Linked DNA regions of Mus musculus: regions 1 and 3 are each linked to region 2. A link is a contact called in public Hi-C data. All regions are on one chromosome and are shown on one strand. The core of a region is the stretch at or near the end of the contact, and the rest is flanking DNA. Distances in the headings are between cores, read along the strand shown. Region 1 overlaps Ptprg (protein tyrosine phosphatase, receptor type, G). Region 2 overlaps Ptprg (protein tyrosine phosphatase, receptor type, G). Region 3 overlaps Ptprg (protein tyrosine phosphatase, receptor type, G).

The links. Hi-C and Micro-C count contacts between places; a contact is called where the count stands out from the background.
Region 1: a contact with region 2 is called in a Hi-C map of liver, with 2.7 times the contacts expected there. The contact joins two enhancer-like sites. A contact is called at or near these places in 1 of 484 Hi-C or Micro-C datasets (liver) and 2 of 115 datasets of contacts at active chromatin or transcription factors (both in embryonic stem cells).
Region 3: a contact with region 2 is called in a Hi-C map of Sertoli cells, with 4 times the contacts expected there. The contact joins two enhancer-like sites. A contact is called at or near these places in 3 of 484 Hi-C or Micro-C datasets (Sertoli cells and embryonic stem cells) and 2 of 115 datasets of contacts at active chromatin or transcription factors (embryonic stem cells and oligodendrocyte precursor cells).

What each region holds. Positions count from the first base shown.
Region 1 is chr14:12,069,798-12,074,256 of GRCm38.p6, forward strand. The region is part of intron 5 of Ptprg (protein tyrosine phosphatase, receptor type, G); the gene reads left to right. Among named protein-coding and RNA genes, the nearest start is that of 3830406C13Rik, 210 kb to the right of the region's middle. Within about 2 kb of position 1,299, at least 34 of the 459 cell types and tissues checked have an H3K27ac peak or open chromatin away from gene starts, as enhancers often do. A contact at or near this core is called in liver, where this site is marked.
Region 2 is chr14:11,576,013-11,580,467 of GRCm38.p6, forward strand. The region is part of intron 1 of Ptprg (protein tyrosine phosphatase, receptor type, G); the gene reads left to right. Gm52128 (a long non-coding RNA gene) reads left to right here. Exons shown (of 2, transcript XR_003951168.1): 1 at 1-2,673; 2 at 3,106-4,455. Among named protein-coding and RNA genes, the nearest start is that of Gm52128, 5.1 kb to the left of the region's middle. Within about 2 kb of position 2,874, at least 55 of the 459 cell types and tissues checked have an H3K27ac peak or open chromatin away from gene starts, as enhancers often do. A contact at or near this core is called in Sertoli cells and liver, where this site is marked.
Region 3 is chr14:12,018,036-12,022,409 of GRCm38.p6, forward strand. The region is part of intron 4 of Ptprg (protein tyrosine phosphatase, receptor type, G); the gene reads left to right. Among named protein-coding and RNA genes, the nearest start is that of 3830406C13Rik, 260 kb to the right of the region's middle. Within about 2 kb of position 1,571, at least 8 of the 459 cell types and tissues checked have an H3K27ac peak or open chromatin away from gene starts, as enhancers often do. A contact at or near this core is called in Sertoli cells, where this site is marked.

The DNA of each region.
Region 1 (4,459 bases), core at 49-2,548, 490 kb after region 2:
CTCATACAGCTGGCACGCCTGTGATTGCTTATGTCTTCATTTGAATTGTCGGTAGGCTCAGAATCTCAGCTTTGTCATGAGCGCTGAGCGATACTGAGATCTGTGTGGGAACTCACTCGGAAAAGCTTGCTTGACGATGGTGCTTGTCCTGGGAAGGGAGAGATGCGTGGATCCTGAAGCTTGCTCACCAGCGTGGACATGGCTTTAAGAAAGATCTCTAGGGTTGTCTTCTGGCATCTAAAGATAACACATACACACATGTGTAGCTGTTCACTTGTGTATACACATGCACAAGCATGCACGCACGCACTTACTCGCACTCTCAGGTGCCTCCTATACAAAAATAAAGTGCAGCAGCAACAAAGCACCTTTTACATATGTATTCAGTCATTCCCTCATTATTTTTTATTCACCTGAGCCACTAGGATTACCAACTATTTCTTCCTTTTTCATTCTTCTGAGGGTGGGAAAATGTAATAATTTCCTTATAGAATTGTTGGTGACTGCTGGTGATGAGCCAGTGGGTATCTCTCCATTCTCACTGAAGCGCTCCAGAGTGGATTTTGTCATTTGGCAGCTGTTTCCTTCCAGTTACAAACTCACCCACCTGCCCACCTAGAGCTGCCCTGATGAAGGACTCTTTGCTTTTTGTTGGTGATCATGCACTGGTAGGACTCTTAGCAGCTCTTCCCAGCTCCACTCCTATGATTTGCTGTGGCCTGTACTTCCTGGTAAACTTCTCCACGACCTCCATGGCCAGCACCCCTCTTAGCATCTCTTTACTTTTGAAGGGGCCATTTCTGTGCTGCAGCAGGAGCTTGCCTCCTGGCCACTGCCTTGCTTTAGGCTGAATATTCCTTCTGTGTAGCTCAGTAGCCCAGGCTTGGGGGAAGGTGCTGCTTCATGTATTGAATTCCTCCCATGTTTCTCCTCTCTTTCTTCCAGAGGTAGTAACTCCTCTCTGCTCTAACTTCCACATCCCTTCAGGGCCCTCTCTCATCCCGCCCATTTTCAATAGTTAACTATGTTTTTACTTGCTAGCAATTCTTTGTATTAAAATTTCCACATTCAAATTACTGGTGTGGTTTCTGTCTCCTGATGGGACCCCGGCTGGAAGAAAAAGGGTAAGAGAAAGCCACTCACAAGAAGGAATTAATTGCCATAGAATTACCAACTCATGACTGGTGCCCTATTTTTCTCAACATGCTCAATCACTGATTTTACTTTAGTCTGGATTACATCAGACATTCTGTAATCAGGTGCCAAATATTTTCACCAGCATGACTGCATCGAGTGCAAAATAAGTAAATATCCTTTTATGACTCAGTAATACGAAGCCATTTGTCTGCTCAGCAGAGAGTTATTCAACAGCGTCTGCAAACTGGCAATAGAGAAGGTGCTTAAAAAAAAATCAAGACTCAGGCCTTGCTTTGCCTTGCAAGTTTCTTAAGGAGCTAGGACCTGTGTGTATGGACAGCTACCCAAGGAGGCAGCTGAGTCTGCATGCAGCCTGCATTACATTTGCATGGCCTCGTATTTCTAGACTAAGTGATGTCGCAGGCGGTACTCTGTCCTGTAGGATCCACTTGCATTTCTAAGTGCCTGGGCATTTACTTGTCTTTTTGGTTGTTTCCCATTTTCTCTACATTCATAAAACTTGCTTCTGAGAAATTCAAGAGCTATAAATTTTGGTGATCAATGAAAAGATATAGTTTATAGGCTTCTAGAATAGTGTCTGAATATTGTATGCTCTGAGGCTTGAGGCCACACCCCTTGGACTCTGGGGATTACTAGAAGCCAGCTGATCAGAGTGAGGGCTTTGGAGTATGGTATAGTGTGGAGATCGGAAGATTCAAAGGGGAAATGGTTCTTGTGTGGACAAATTTTGTGTAGCTATGTTGACAGTGTCTTCTATCTCTTAATACACACAAACTCTATATAATAATATTTAGGCAGCCACCACCCTAGAATTGTTCTGGCCAGTCTCTGCCGCGGTTCTCCATGCTGTCAAGAAGTTAAATCACTCTGACACGCTCAGTCCTCCAAGCTATGAACCATTGCTGGAGGTGGCGCTCTGGACTGCCCCAGCTCTAGTCTTCTTAGAAATATTCTTCGAACCTGGTTGACCTTGATCAGCTGCTGAGAAATGCTGTCTAATCTAGTGTATCTTCCTAGAGACTGGCTGCTTTAGTGGAATAAAAGCTCTCCGAAAAATGCTGCAGGAAAGGAAAACTGTCATTTAAAATCAGTACCCTGAGCTGGTATTCATGGGTCCTTTGCGTCCCCTGCATACCAGCTGTCCCTGTACTTAACTGAAACAACAAATACCAGGGACCTGACTGTTGTCTCCACCTGTGCCCTTCCACACCACTACCTGATGGTGAGTATGAAAATTTAAGAGTATTTCTCATGTCTCTGTGGTCCTTGAGGATTTGAAGAACTAAATAAATGGCTGTCAGCCTTAGATGGAAACTGTGGATATAGGCCGTAGGAGACTTGTGATGAAGATTCGCAGTAGCTCAAGTTACTGGCCATGATGTTAGATTGCAGCCCACTGCTACCACATGTTTGTGATTATGGTGAAGTGTCTCGCTCTGGCTCTGTTTGCAGGAACTGCAGCATGAGGAGAACTGCTAGTTCTACATGGAGAATTGCTTGTTTCACATGGAGGCTCTTTGTTGGTGCTTGGTGTAGTGTAGTGTATGGGCCTTCAAAGCTTCACTGAGCTGTTAAGTGTTACTTGTCAAAGAGTTAGTACCATCAGGGAATGATGCCAACCAGGTGTGTAAAGGCCCATCTGGTGTCCTTGGAGAGAATGACTAACTACAAGGTTAAGTGGGAAACATAGCCCTGAGATGTAAGCATACAGCCACCCATGCCTGTGGGCAGAGGTCATGTCAGAGTGAGAAAGAAAAACAGCAACTCAGACCTCTAGTTTGACACCAGATGTCGACCTTTCACTTTTTCTCTGAGTCCATTCTTGCAGTGGTCACATCGGAATCTCTGTTTTCAGGTCTGTCTGCCTGTCAGCATAGCTGAAGGCGCCTAAAATCTCATGAAGAATTATGTGGATGAAAATAAAGATTCCTGACAGAGAGCTCATGGACTCTGCATCTATTTGAGAAAATGGTTCTTGTTCTTAGAGTCCAGGTCAGGGTAAGGCTAGGTTCCCCATAGTCCAAGAGATTCAGTGTTGTCCCCTTTTTCCTCTATCCTGTTGCATGTGATAGCACACAGGAAGGAGTGTAATCCTATTGTCACGAGAAGCTCTGCTTTTCTATCACCTGACAGGGAATTTGAACCACAGAGACAGCTGGACACTGAGGTGCCTTGTTAACCCCCTTGGTCCTGGGTTGGTCTTTACTGAAACACATTTGCTGTCACAGGGGTGTGGATAAACTCAATCCTTTTAAATTCATACATGTTCTAGTTTCCTTTCTGTTGTGAGAACACCTTGACAAGAAAATGCTTGGGTTAGGAAAGGGTTTCTTGACTTACAGTTGCAGGTTATAGTCATTATGCACACAGCTCATCTCTACTTCACATCCATAGTTAAGAGCAGAGCGAAATGAGTGCTGTGCTCATTTAGCCTTGTCTACTCTCATAGAGTCCAGGATCCCATGTCAGATAATAGTGCCACCCACAAGGAGCTGTGTCATTCTGCAGCAATTAACAATCAAGGCAATTCCCAAGAGACAAATCTACCGTCCAACAGGATCTAGACAATCTCTCAATTATAAAACTCTCTTCCCAAGTGATTCTAGATCAGCACTTCTTAACTTGTGGGTCACACCCCCTTGTGCATTGCACATATCAGATATTTACATTATGATTCATTACTAACAAAGTCACAGCTATGAAGTAGCAACAAAATAATTTTATTGGTGGGGTCACTATAACACGAGGAATGGTATTAGCAGTGTTAAATGTCATTAGGAAGGTTAAGAAACACTGTTCTAGATTGTTGTAGATTATGTTTGTTGACAGTTACAACTAAACAGTACAGTCCACATGGGTCCATAATGAGTCTATGACAGCCAGAACTTTGTAGAGAACCTGTCTGTAAAATAAATAAATAACCAGGGTGGGTAGCTGCTGGTTAATGAGTCCTAAGGTTAATCTCTGGAATACATGTCTGAGAACCTGTCTGTAAAATAAATAAATAACCAGGGTGGGTAGCTGCTGGTTAATGAGTCCTAAGGTTAATCTCTTGAATACATGTCTGTAGCTACTCAAAAACACACAATAATTGTGTCTGTAGACATTTCAGGTAACATGAAAGTCTGTTAAGGAAAAAATGGAATGCTTCAATCCTGCCATAAAAAGGGAACCACTTATATTTGATCTTTCCTCTATTAGGTATTTTAAAGCATATTTATGAACCCATGTTACCTATGTAAGGTGAAACTCACCTGCTTTGACCCTAGCCATATATGATGGCCATGTTTGAATGTTTACA
Region 2 (4,455 bases), core at 1,624-4,123:
TCAGACCCCAGCACCAGCACCAAGCTTCCAGTGACCCTAGAGGTCATCGGGTGGGGCCTGGTGGTGTCAGTCTGAGGAGCTCAGCGTGGTCAGGACGGCAGGGCTCATTGCTTTGTCTGTAACCCTTTGAGTTATGGACTTTGGTCACTGGTGATGAGTTGAAGAGACAGGAACCAAGTGGAGGTGGTTCTGTGGATAGATGGATATCTCAGCCCAGTGTGGAAAACTGAAGTAGAAAAAGAGTACATGGGTAAGGTTGGCTATTGGGTTAGATTGACTGAAAATGCCTCCTCAGGCTGGCATGGGGCTAAAGACCCCCAGTGTCCAGAAATCTATGGAGGAAACTGAGGCACTGGGCAAGAGAGGAAGCAGGCTGGCATCAGAAACGTTCACCTGACACATGCTGCCCTGTGTGTGAAGACTGACTGAGGCCTCTAGTCTCTGTGGACTCTCTTGGCTCTCGATTCATGGGTCTGCAATTTGGTTTCTGATTGGATGGAAATAGCCAGGAGTGTGTGACTATCTCCTCAGCATAGGAAACATGGGCATTTGTTTTTTCTTGAAGTAGATTCTGTTCCTAGTTGATGAAAATGTTCTTTTCCAGAGCGTTTCAGCTACATCTTAACTGTTTTCACTATTCCTCAGCAATAGGAAGCTATTTTCCCAGATTTACATTTGTGAATATAGGAACACAAAGACAATTCTTATACAAGCAATAAAGTTGTTTATCATTGTATTGCTTGCTTTTTTTGTTCACTTACAAGTTTAAAAGAAACCCACTTTATTTACTTCATATATTAGCACAGTCCTTTTAATAGCTGTGTAGTATTCCGATGTTGAAAATATACCGTGTTTCAAGTCACAAATGTTCTTGTGTGCTTCTCCTTGAGTGTACATTTGCCAGTATCTGCTTCAAGTAGAAATGGAATGTTGGCTTTACCTGGGTCTTGGATAACCTAGGCCGTGAGTCAGATTTCCCTGAGTTGTCTGACCTTTCGGCCATTGATTTCTTCCCTGCTTTCTTCTTCCATCCTTTCACTCTGACATCGATGATGGTGTAGGGCTGTGTGTGCATTTGTGTGTGTGTGTGTGTGTGTGTAAGGGGTTGTTGTAAGACGGCCTGTACTTAAACTAGGTACTAACAGTAGGCGAGCCCTCTGCCTCTGAGTCCATCCCAGTCCCTTGAGAGGGCCTGTGGAGAGAAAAAGCCTGTTCTGCAGAGCCCAGATACATCTCACACATTGAATCGCCCTGCAGTGTGCTGCTATGCCTCCTGTGGTGGTGGCTTGACAGAAAAGGTGACATGCACAGAGTCAGGACAAATCTGGGCAGATGTGCTTCTCTGCAGTTTTCCCCATCAGTCCCCACTGAGACCCCTCATGCCTGTGTCAGCCCAGGGATCAACATTGCCTTTGTTTGTCAGCTTAGGGATGGGGGAAGGGGGAGAGAGAGAGAGAGAGAGAGAGAGAGAGAGAGAGAGAGACTGGGGATGGCGTGGGGGGAGGAAGGCATGGAGAACTGATCCCTCTGGAAGTCTGTCCCTTCTATTAGGTGTGTCACAGTTCCCCCTTCGCTAAAGTGCGCCCGATTTCAGGAATTTGAGATGAATGAAGGTTTCATCATAAACACGATGCTTTACTCAGCATCTCTGTTCTCCTCATTTCCGTTCTGATGGAGGCATTCTTAATGAGGAGGGGATTAGGAAGGAGGGCAGTGGTCAGGGAAACAGAAGAAAACAGAGAGCAGCATGCCTGAATAGCTAGCTGGGCCTCATCAGGACCTCCAAGGCAAAGGAAAGACGCAGAGTTTTGTGGATTATCACGGCTTCTCTTTCTCCCTTAAGAATTTAGAGCTTTGTCAGCAATGTCGACAGAAGACAGACAGCTGTGTTTAAAAACTAAGACGGCATCCCAGGGTGCTCACTGTGACTTGGAGTGAATATGTATTGATTGTTAGAGTTATTTTTCAAAATGCCATTTCAAATGCAGAGTTAAGTACTAAGCCAGTATGTTTCGTGTGCATGCGTGTGTGTGTGTGTGTGTGTGTAGGCCAGAGTTTGACTTTGGCTCTCACAGATCACTTAAACTGGCTGGCCAACAAAGCCCTGGGACCCACTTGCCTCTTCGTCCCCAGCACTAGGAGGAGCGGACACACCTGGCTTTTAAGTGGGTGTTGGGACACAGAAGGTAGTTCCTCGTGCCTGCTCGGCAGCTCAAGCATGGATAACGGAGTAGCTAACCTGTTCTCAAGTGATTAGAAAAATGAGCTAGGATTTGAAAGCACCATGGTTGTACAAAGCATGTTCTAAACTCTAGTGGAAGAAGCAGCTTATTCGGGGGGCATCGATAGGTGGGTTACAACCCAGAGTCCTGCACCTCTCCTGTGCAGGCACACTGGGACTTGTTACTTATAAAGACATTTATTTCTTCATCCGGAGACTACTGTGAATTGAGCTGTTGGCTGAGGTAACCTCAGGCAAGCAAGGCACGCCTTTGCTGTACCTCTGAGATCCCAGGAGTCCACACAGGACTGGCAGAGTTATCACGTGGAGGTTGTTTATAGGACAGGGCCAACTTCAGAGGCTGGTAACTGCCCTCACCCGCCATAATTCATGAATCACTGACCGCTTACCCTCTCCCCCACCCCCAGATGCTGGTGTTTGGTGTTGATTAGGTAAGAGTTAAGTCGGGGCTCCCTGCCACTTACTCTGGGCCAGGGAGCTGCACCTGTTGGGTGGTGGGGTAGGGTGGATCTGAATAGCATTTTGCTTGGCCGTGATTTACACTCTGCTAATAATCTAGATGCCTTGCTTTCAGGCTAGCTCTTATCAATAAAGCATGGCAGGGCAGGCTGCCAGTGTGCTTAGGGAAATAGTTTACAGGAAGAGACACAATGTTGCAACAAAATGGCCTGATCTAAGCAGAGCCAGGTCTGAACTCCACAGGGAATGGTCACAATTAGCTCACCGTTTAAAAGAAAAGCCACCCTTAGTCTGCTGTGGGAAAATGAAGGCACTTTTTCTTAATCCAGGTTAAAAGGGAGAGAGCCTGTCTGTGTACAGCTGTTTTTCATTTAGTCAAAACACAGATGATGTCTGCTTTTCAGTTTGCATCTGGATCTGCTGCATGCACCTGCATACCGAGTGCAACAGTAACATCTCCTTCATAGACAGACACACCAAGACTCCCGGTTGCTTTTGTGCTGTGCTTGCTGGAGTCACCTGCTAGTGAGGAGTTTGTTTCCTTGATGGGCACCAGAGTCCTTTAAAGAGATTCATAACTCCCACTTCTGCAAAAGGAGAAAGCTGATCATAAGGAGCTGTGCAAAGAAGATACCTAGACATGTTACGGTGGGATTTCCCATTACTGTTTTTTATAGCGATGCATTTATTCCCCAAGTTTGGACATTGAGATCAATGTATGGCAACAGTTTCCTGATTCTAAGGAAGAAACTGGATGCTAGAACTTGGGCAAAGGAGAAATTCTTTGGTTACCTGAGGAGATGATAGTAGACACACACACACATACCCTCTCTCTAGCTCTCTTTCTTTTTTCTCACACACTCCCTTTCTCTCATTCTCTTTTCTTCTCTCACCCTATCCTCACCCCCAAACAGGGTCTTAATATGTAGCCCTGGCTGGCCTGGAACTAGTTAAGTAGACCATGCTGGCTTTGAGCTCATAGAGATCTGTTTGCTTTTGCCTTCTGAGTAGCAAGCAAAGATTAAAGGTATACTCCAACATTTACAAGTTTGGTTTGTTTTTTAATTACATTTGTTTATTTTATAGGGGTGGGGAGGATTGACCATGGCTGAAATGAACATTTCTGTACAGTTTTACAGCTTTATAGAGTCTTAGTTTTACGGCTTTGTGTAACTGGTTTGTATAATTGATAAGAAATTTATTACCATTTACATCACAGTCAAAACTTAGATAACTTTTATGCAGGATTTCTTTATGTTTTCTTCTCAACGAATAAAGCTTGAAGAAACCACTGATAAAACATTAGCATCACTGTATTTTTAATGAAGTCATGGAAAATATCTTTATTTTACCTATTTGTTTTCCTTAGAGATTTATTTTTATGTGCTTGTCTATGTGTATCATGTTCATGCAGTGGCTGAGGAGGCCAGAAGAGGGCATCAGAGATTCCCCTGGAACTGCAGTGGCAGATGGTTCTGAGCTGCCACATGGCTGCTGGGAACCTATTCTGGGTCCTCTGCAGGAGCAGAGGCTCTTAACTGCCCAGTTCTCTCTTCAGCCCCCAAGGACACTGTAAAAAAGTAAGCTATGCAGTCCTCATTTTCTTTACCTGTGCCCTGTTCTGGAGAAACAAAACAAAACAAAACAAACACCTCTGGGCAGGAAGACAGTTAATTTTAGAGAAAAATGTGATTGTTCACAGTTAGTAATTGGTTTTAGTAATGGGGAATGGATTCTGAGATGGGAGGACTGGG
Region 3 (4,374 bases), core at 321-2,820, 440 kb after region 2:
CTGTGTCAACTTAGCAGAATGAAAGTAATAAAATCTTCCTTTGAGCCCATGGCCTACAGGACCTTGGCTCAGTTAGCTGTGCCAAGCATGAGCCCCGTCCCATGGAGTGGGTCTTAAATGCAACCAGAAAGAAACGGGCAACTCTAAGACCACCCAGTCCACATTGTACCCCTGAGTGTATCTTGCTAGGCCAGTCCTTAGGTAGCTTTCAGAGTTTACATCTGGGTACAAACTCGGTACCTTTCTTTGCCGATTACCTTTCTTTTAGCATGCATAGGCCCTCCTGACTATCAAGGCTAGCATGAAATAAAGGGTCCAGATCAGTGCCAGCTCAATTCTCTTCATGTCCTGTTACTTAAGAATGAGTACGCTGACTCAAACACCCATCCAGTCCAGTAGGGTAACCAGAGCACAGGCCATTGGCTGTATTGTTTTGGGGGTCTCCATGACCTTCTGCCTAACAGCTGGAAAGAAAGTAACCCATACTTGGCACTGAGCATTTTATTTGATAGACTCTAGCGTCAGAGAGCAGCATACTCCCTGTATATGGTACCTTCATTTAAACTCTTTTTATGTGTACGTACATGCCAGGAAGCTTCTAGAATGGTACATTTCTATACATGTTTCAGTGCACTTAGGTGTTAGGTCCCCCTCCCCCAACACTGCCTTCCCCACCTTCCACCCTGTTTCATCCCTCTATTCCTTTATGCTACTTTCCCATTCATACCTCTTTTGTTCTACTTTCTCCCCTGATCCCAGTCTGAATGGCTAAGGCCGAGAAAACAAATGGCAAACTTTGGCATGAATCTAGGGAAAGGGGAACAATTATTTGCTGCTGGTGGAAGTACAGGCTGGTGTAGCCACTGTAGAAATCAGTGCGGATGCCGTGAAGAAAACGACCATGTGGAACATCAGTAGCCATCATAGGCTTATTCCAAAAGACAGTATGTCCTTCCTACTGCAGAGATATGTACTCATCTATGTTCAGTCCTGTTCTGTTGACAGTAGTTAGAAAATGGAAACAGCCTACGTGTCCACCAGCTGATGAATAGAACATACATATGACCCATGATCTCAATAGGATATTATTCAGCTATAAAAATGGAATCATGATATTTGCAGGTAAATGGATGGAGATGAAAATAATTATTTCGAGTTGGATAAGCCAAATTCAGACAAATGCCAAATGTTCTCTCTCATATGTAGATCGTATCTCTGAACCTTTAGAAGTGTGTGTTTAAATTGGTTCATCTGTAGAAGTCAGCAAGCCAGCTGTGTCCTTGAAGTAATTCCTCATCTGTCCAAACCTCCCTTTCTAGTCTTTAAAATGATTGTAAAACAGCCCCTCTTTCAGTGAGTTGTCTGAAGGTCAAATTCTCTGTAAAGTGTTTATACTGCATTTTTAAGAACAGAGGAGTTCACATGTGTCTAGATAACTCCTAGGTGACCGACCATTCACAGTAACCACATGAGCATGCTCTGTGATTCTGGGAGACAGTAAGCCCCTGTGTCTTCCTAGAAATACTGTTTACATGAATGTACTCACTCTGAGACTGCCCCAAGGTTACTCAGAAGCTCTATGGGAACTCTGCACTGGTCTGCAGTTATGTCTGTATCTAGTTCTGTCTGACCGTGCATCCTATGACCGTGTGCGGCTGGGCTCCACTTCATCTCCCTTTGAGGTTGTTGTCTTGTGCTTGTCCATTCAAATATTTATGAAGAGAGGTTTTATTGATGTGGTAAAAAGTACAGAATCTATCTTATGAAAGTCATTTCTTCATTTCAACCCTGTATTTTCAGATCTCAGAAGAAGCAACAGTTAAGTCTCTCATCAGTCATCTCTCTCGCTCTGTATTTCTGTCTTTTCCCCTTTAGTTGAAAAGTATAGATTAGATCATTCTTTTACATTTCTGCTTAATACTCCACAGTACAAATGCCCTTCAATTGATCTAGTCATTCTCTTAGTAATTGGCAGCAAACCTGGCTATAGTCTTTTGTTACTATTGCTGGTCCTTTTTTGAACTCTGTAACATCAGCAAGTACTTCAATCCCAGTGAAGGCAGCCAGTTTTAAACATCTGTCCATTTTAACTCCCCTGTGCACTACAGTGTTGGTCAGGAGGTTTTGCGAGCACAGTTGTCAGTGGTAGCCGATTGCTGAGTTCAGAGATTCTGAACCAGCCTTGCTGTACAGACCTCTGGGAGTTAGGTTCTATATGACTGATCTGAGACAAGCTGAGGACACATGTGTTTGAGCACAATTATCTTTAGCGTCTAGTCTCTCTGGACACTTTATATATCAATCAGCTCTTCAGGATAGATAATGAAAGCAGCAGTTGACAGCGGGACGAATGGCTGTCTGTGTACTGTGCATTCTTGTCTTCATAAAGCAATACTTTGGCACCTTGTTGTTTTTAACAGCCTTAAACTTTATTCCAAATTAGTAGCAACTACCACTGGGATGTTCCCTTTGGAGCAGTGGTTCTCAGCCTTCCTAATGCTGTGACCCTTTAATACAGTTCCTTGTGACCCCCCCCCACCATATAATTATTTCATTGATACTTCACAACTGTAATTTTGTTACTGTTGTGAATTGTGATATAAATATTTGATATGCAGGATATCTGATAAGTGACCCCCAAAGGGGTGGCATCTCACAGGTTGAGAACCACTGCTCCAAGGTCTCACAATGTTCTAGCCAGGACATCTACTAGAACCTGGGGACCCCTGAGTTTGGCAGTGACTGAGCATCAGAGAATGCCAGTGGGGTTCAGCCTTCATTGTCTGACCATATGGTGGATAGTGGGGTAAAGTGTCTGAAGAAAATTCTACTGGAAAGTTGGAGGTAGTATAGAGGTCTTCACAACAGTGCTGTTCCATTTCTGATCCTTGTTTAAAATGTTTCATATAAAACTTAGGGCATGGAGAATATGGACTAGAATGAGATTAGAGAAGCCATCCATAAAAGACTTGAGATGAAACAATAAATGGTTCAGAATTAAGTAGGAGGAAGAGAAGAATGAGAAGAAAATTGTTTGCAACATTTTTGAAGGCTTTGTTGTTGTTGTTGTTTTGTTTTGTTTTGTTTTTTAACATTTCTATTTTCCCTATAGTGTTAAAGCATAACTCCAAACTTTTGAAAAAGAAAAAAAGTATTATATCTTAGGGTTTCCATGGTTGTGAAGAGACACCATGACCATGACAACTCTTATAAGGACAATGTTTGGGGGTTGAGAGGGCTGGCTTAACAGTTTCAGGGGTTTAGTCCATTATCATTATGGTGGGAAACATGGCAGTTTCCAGGCAAATGTGGTGCTGGAGGAGCTGAGAGTTCTACATCTTGATCTGCAAGCAGGAGAAGGGGACTTCATCAATGGGAGCACTTTGAGCATTGTTGATCTCAGAGCCTGCCCCCACAGTGACACACTTCCTCCAACAATGCCACACCTCGTTCAACAAAGCACCACATGGTAATAGTGCCATTTCCTCTGAGCCAGGCATCCTAACACAAAAGTCTATAGGGACCATATTTAAGCCACCACATATGGAATCTCAAATCCTGCTGAAGCTACTATCGCATTCAGTCTGAGCATCATGTTAGTGTCCACTCAGAAACAGGAAATGTAATGAAATGCTCGTGATCATAATGCACCGTGGTGTGGAACTTGTGCTGAGACGATCATTTTGTGTTTACTTTTTTCTAGTGGCTCTGTCTTAACTTTTTATTAAAGTAAGTTGCAATGTAATAAAAGATTTACCATTTCAATTGTTATTTTATCATTCCATTTTTTATTAGGTATTTTCCTCGTTTACATTTTCAATGCTATCCCAAAGGTCCCCCATACCCACCCCCCCAATCCCCTACCCACCCACTCCCCCTTTTTGGCCCTGGCGTTCCCTGGTACTGGGGCATATAAACTTTGCAAGTCCAATGGGCCTCTCTTTGCAGTGATGGCCGACTAGGCCATCTTTTGATACATATGCAGCTAGAGACAAGAGCTCCAGGGTACTGGTTATTTCATATTGTTGTTCCACCTATAGGGTTGCAGTTCCCTTTAGCTCCTTGGTAATTTCTCTAGCTCCTCCATTGGGGGCCGTGTGACCCATCCAATAGCTGACTGTGATCATCCACTTCTGTGTTTGCTAGGCCCGGCATAGTCTCACAAGAGAGAGCTATATCTGGGTCCTTTCAGCAAAATCTTGCTAGTGTATGCAATGGTGTCAGCATTTGGAAGCTGATTATGGGAGTGATGTTCCCTCCATTCAGAATATTATGTGAGTGTCACCACCATCCATCTCTAGAACATTCCTGTCATGTCAGACTGGAATTCTGTCCCAATGGACACTAATACCTCCCCAGTCCCTTCACCCTAGC